Regions from separate parts of the Mus musculus genome. Here region 2 is linked to region 1. A link is a contact called in public HiChIP or PLAC-seq data. All regions are on one chromosome and are shown on one strand. Each heading gives the region's core, a stretch centred on a gene start, on an enhancer-like site or on the middle of the called end of the contact. The rest is flanking DNA. Distances are from core to core; before and after follow the strand shown.

The links. HiChIP or PLAC-seq counts read pairs in DNA pulled down with a chosen protein or histone mark.
Region 2: an H3K27ac HiChIP or PLAC-seq map of embryonic stem cells shows a contact between it and region 1, with 8 read pairs. The contact joins the enhancer-like site here to the promoter of Chrna1os in region 1. A contact is called at or near these places in 20 of 39 promoter capture datasets (the 3T3-L1 cell line, 3T3-L1-derived adipocytes, the C10 cell line and 13 more), 1 of 15 datasets of contacts at CTCF or cohesin (the NIH/3T3 cell line), 6 of 484 Hi-C or Micro-C datasets (cortical neurons, embryonic stem cells, myocytes and 1 more), 15 of 115 datasets of contacts at active chromatin or transcription factors (bone marrow-derived macrophages, cardiomyocytes, craniofacial prominence and 9 more) and 2 of 9 other capture datasets (adipose tissue and embryonic stem cells).

The regions. Positions count from the first base shown.
Region 1 is chr2:73,583,462-73,586,163 of GRCm38.p6, reverse strand. Chrna1os (cholinergic receptor, nicotinic, alpha polypeptide 1 (muscle), opposite strand) reads right to left here and starts at 1,304. Exons shown (of 2, transcript NR_153820.1): 1 at 1,157-1,304.
Region 2 is chr2:73,825,662-73,828,363 of GRCm38.p6, reverse strand. All of the region lies in intron 13 of Atf2 (activating transcription factor 2), which reads left to right. Among named protein-coding and RNA genes, the nearest start is that of Chn1, 52 kb to the right of the region's middle. Within about 2 kb of position 1,398, at least 2 of the 459 cell types and tissues checked have an H3K27ac peak or open chromatin away from gene starts, as enhancers often do. A contact at or near this core is called in embryonic stem cells, where this site is marked.

The sequences.
Region 1 (2,702 bases), core at 55-2,554:
AGAAAGAAAGAAAGAAAGAAAGAAAGAAAGAAAGAAAGAAAGAGAGAAAGAAAGAAAGACAGTGAAGAGTGATTGAGAAAGCTGGCCTTCAATTGCCCAACATACATATATACATACATACATGTGTACACACAGACCACACACATGAACATATATACACACAAAGAAACATCAAATTCTGGCTTGTCTGCAACTTGTAGTCTAAGTGAACTCGGACACATCACAGGTAACTGATAAATTATTTCTCTGGCGGAGAAATGAGCCAATTCAAGCCAGATTAGCGATATTTATAAAGGCAGGTTTATTGGGAAACTGCACACAGGAGAGATCACTGGTTCCAAGAAATGAGGCCAAGTCGCCATGGAGAGGGAGACAGAGGGGGTGGGGGGAGTGGAGGAGGGAGGAAGAGAAAGAGAGAAAGCTCGCACAGAGAAAGGGAGAAAAGAGAGAAGGGCGGAGAGCGGAATGTCTGATTCATAAAGGGAAGAGCCTCTGGGGGGAGGGGAAGCCCAACCTCTGGGCTGGGAAGTTTAGAGTAGAGGGCATGCTTTGCCAGGTAGGTACTGAGGGATGCTGGGAGAACCCGGAAGCCAGGTCCACTTTGGTATGTTAAATATTCAGCCCAGTTTCTTGTTCTGGGTCTGAATCCCAACAGTAACACCACTCCGCTGAGGAGAGCGAAAAGGGAGACGTCAGGACTCTCTCCCTGACTCAGGGATGATGTCCTCTTCCGCTCTCAGAAAGGGAGAGCTTGTAACTAGATAGGACCGCCATGCCTACTGCTGTGAACCACAGCTCCAAGACTCAGAGGCCGCGAAAGAATCGAAGAATCTGGCTTGTGTCTCATAGGAAGCACTGTGTGATCCATTTGATCACAAAACTATCAACTTGAAGTGCATGGTTCAGAGCTTGTCTGTGTGTTTGGGGGTGGAGGTGAGTCTGATAGCACAGCACATACCTGTAAATATAAACACTCAGGGAATGAGGCCGGGGAATTGCAGATTAGCTTGGAGCATATAGAAAGACCCTGTCTGACAACAAAAATTCCAAACAATAACAAAATAGAATTTAAAAGTCCGAGCATTTCCGACAGACCAAGATAAAGGCAGATTCCTGGATAAGATTTGTCGGCCTTGGGAAAAAAAAAAAAACAAACCGTCAAATTCATTGCAGCCAGCTCTCCGACTGTTCAGTTCCTCCGGACTTCATGCCGCACAATGTCAGGAGCTGAGCTGGACTTTTGCTGAGACCCTTCTGAGGGGAGTCCTAGGCTGGCTTGCTTGGTGTTTCCGCTTGTGGATAGCAAAAGGCTTCAGAGCCCCGCGGGGGGGGGGGGGGGGGGCGGCCCTTTCAGAGAGGGCTCTGCGGCTGGATCACCACTTCAATGACCGTCTGTTGCCACCTGCTGGCCGCTGGGCTGCTGCACAGCACTGCACAAGGATGTTTCACGGGTTGAGGGGCGGGGGTGGGGGTGGGGGCTCCTAGGAGCCCCAAATGTGGTGGCACAGGACTTTTATCCCAGAAGTAGGTGAGTTCAAGTTCAGTCTTGTCTGCATAGCTAGTTCCAGGCTAGGCAGGGACCCCGTCTCAGTTAAAATAAAATTAAAATTCGGGTGGGACATAGGCAGCACTAATTAGGTTGGGTTGTAATTTTGTTTAAAAGAATAGGATGTGAATTTGGGAAGAGGATGGGCACAGGAGGAGTTGAGGGTGGGGGTTGGAAGTAGGTGTAACCTAAATACATTGTATACATACATGAAATTATGTAACAATATAATATAAAAATCTAATAAAGAATAAACTTTGTAATATGTGAATGGGGATAGAAGTGACAGATCCACTGTAATCCGTTCATCAAACCATGAAACTCAGTGAAACTCAGCTTTTGATTGCTTCTGTATCATGTCGTTTGATGAGCTTTTATAGATATGTTCTCTTTCATTCATTCACTAGTCAGTCATAAACACTTTGGAGGGACCCAGAATGGCACTGGCGTTATTGATAGAATGAGGGTCACATTCTCATTGTTGCCTCAAATAAAAGCAAGCAGTACAATCTATCCTAGTCTATTATTATTTTGATACAGGTCTGACAATAGCCTGGGCTGACCTGGAACCAGTAATCCTCTTGCCTCAGCCTCTGCAGTGGTGGGATTCCAGGCTGAGCTACCACACCCTGCCACTCTACTCTTGAATTATAATTTACTTCCACTTACCCCTCAGCAACAACGACTTACTGACTCTCCATCCTCCACAGGCTGAAGCAACAACCAAGAGCAAAGAGACCCAGGCATGACTCTTGTCACTGTAAAGTCCAGTAGAAGAGACAGATGTTGATCAACTGCAGAATTGACATCACAGTGCAATGTGGTAGGGTCAAAGGAACAGTTCCAATAAAAGGGGCCTCAGAGACCTCCTAAGTTCTAGATAGAGACTCAGGCTATTTGGTATGCACTGAAGTTACTTAAGCACTTCTGCCTTGGGGGGAGTGTAACCCAGTGGGCTGATCTGTATGTATAAAGATTCTCACCGCATGATTTTTTTATACAAGCTAATGCACACGGAGATATAAAGAAAGCTGCCCAAGTATCCAAAGATAAGAGTTGCTTAAGCAAATTATGGTATACTAAAAAAAAAAAAAAATCTAGAGCCACTGGATACGTCTCTTTTCTTCCTGCTCTTGGCTACACACTCACTGTTACT
Region 2 (2,702 bases), core at 149-2,648, 240 kb before region 1:
GCAAGACAGGGTTTCTCTGTGTAGCCCTGGTTGTCCTGGAACTCACTCTGTAGACTAGGCTGGCCTCGAACTCAGAGATTCTCCTGCCTCTGCCTCCTGAATGCTGGGATTAAAGGTGTGCACCACTGCTGTCTGACTAGGAACATAGTTTTTTCTAGATGATCCTGCAAGTATTTTAGGACATGATATATACGACACATATGTAGACTCTGTAGTAAGCCATGGTTTCCTAAACCTTGTGAATTCTGACCTGAAGTGATACCAAACTTTCAACCCTGACACAATGAAGAAATTTTATGTGTAACTGTTTAGTTGTGTGGTACAGAAATACTGTAATAACCTTGCTTGAACTTTATAAAGTTCAAAACTTTTTTTAAAAATCGCTATTTTTTGTTTATTTGTTCTGTTTATTTGTCATTTTACCTTTATATTAACCATAAAGTTGTTCCAATGGCAGTTTTTTACTTTCTTTCTTTGAATTACAATTCTGTTGTTCTTTCTTAAGTAACTAGCACATGTGAAAGGAGCCAGATTGACAGCTTTGGAAACTGAAGGATTCTAATTATCCACAAAATAGGTAATATTCGGCCAGTGGCATAACAAATTATTTCATACTGCCCTGCCGATGTGCCTCAAATACATTTCTTAGGATCTCATGTGTTATAAAGATTTTAAGGCTCCATTCAAGTCTTGGGTAAGATTTTTAATAAAAGTATTAAGGTAGCATCAAATGTGTTTCTTTCCTTCCTTCTCTCCTTCTTTCTTTCCTCCTTCCTTTATCTCTTTCATTCTGTTTTCATCATTTTGCTTTTGACATTGTGAATATTCTCCAGTAGTAGCTTTTGAACTAACAAGTAACTAGAAATTAATAAATTGTAGTTGTTTATTAATATAGGTCAAGTTTTTGTGTGTTTAACAACAGGACTAGAAGTTGAAATTGGGGCTTCAGTGGTCTACCACTAGTGCCTCCTTTAGTAATTTTGAGTTTTAGCATAGGGAGCTAAATTGCCCAAACTTGCTTCAAACTCAAGATCTTCCGGTCTCAGCTTTCCAAGTAGCTGGTATTGTGAACATATGAGTAGATCAATCTTTTGAATTACCCATTTCCAGTGAAAACAAAACTCAGTTATTATGAATATATGCTGTGCGCCTAGATTAGGCAGATCTACCACTACCCTCCATCTTCCACGTCTATGAGACTCCTTAGAACTTGAGATTTCTCCAGGCCATGTGCTTCTGCTCTACTTTTCTTCTTCCTCCTCCTCTGCGTCCTCTCCCTCTTCCATTTTCTTCTTCTTTTTCTCCTCACCTTCCCTTTTATCTGCCCAACCATCAACTCTCCTTTATTTTACAAATTAAGGCGGGAAGCAGGTTTACAGGAAATCACCTGAGTGCTGACCTGTTTCTTGTTCTTAGCCCCTCTACAGGAGAATGGGATTAACATCAAATATAATTACCCCCAGGGCTATCCACAACAGGGCACTTGTTTCTTAAATCTATCTTAAAAGTGTCACAAATAAAATTGTTAAAATACTTAGAAAGCTCTTTTTAACATCCTGTATCGCACTTACCCAAACTAAATTTTATAGCAAGTTTTCATATGTGAGACAGACATTCTTAGAAGCCTTTGTTGCATTTTGCATATTGTTTTGGTTATTTTAAGACGAACTGATTGCCTCTTACAAAACTTATTTTTAGCCATCTAACTTATAATATGAAAAAATGATTATTCATGACTTACTAAACAACATAAACTTCAAATATATACTAGAATTTAGTTACAAATTTTATCGTTATCATCCTAACAAATGAATTTACTAAAAAACTTAGAATAAAATTCATTTCTCATTTAAGTGAAATGAAACATTGTACATATACTGATTTATGTGTAGACCATGAAAACTATTCTTTGCAAACCTGATAGAATATCAATTACTATTACTTACATATCAACAAAGTGATTTAAATGTTTCTTTTTATTGTTCTTAACTAATAAAACTTTTTTAAAAATTTTTTGAAATTATAATTTATTTATACTTTGCTCTCCCTTTTCTCCCTCCAAATCCAGAATAATGCCCTTTCCAACTCTCCTTCAAATTCATGACCTTTTTTTTGTTTCAACAAATTACTACTTCATGCATATATGTATATGCATAGATGTTCCTAAATATAACCTATTGAGTCTGTCTAATACTACCTGTATGTATGTTTCGAGACTGACTTTTTTTTTTTTTTTTTGGTTTTTCGAGACAAGAGTTTCTCTGTATAGCCCTGGCTGTCCTGGAACTCACTTTGTAGATCAGGCTGGCCTCGAACTCAGAAATACGCCTGCCTCTGCCTCTGCCTCTGCCTCCCGAGTGCTGGGATTAAAGGCGTGCGCTACCACACCCAGCTGAGACTGACTCTTTGACACTAGACAACCAGTTGGCATATTCTTCCCTGAGGAACACCATCTCTCCCATTCCCAGTTTACCTCAGTTACCTGTAGTTCTTGGTGTATATAGGGTTGTGGCCTTGGGGTCAAGCCATCTAGTTTGGCATGTTCATTGGTGTCATTCCTGTTCAGCTCACATTTGGACAAAATCATGTTGGTGAGACTTTATGGATAAGAGAAGGAATTAGTAGAGTACAGGTGAACTATCTGATCAGGGAAATGAAAAAGAGAAGGGGGCTCCTTAAGGAGAGGCAGAGAGGTTGATACA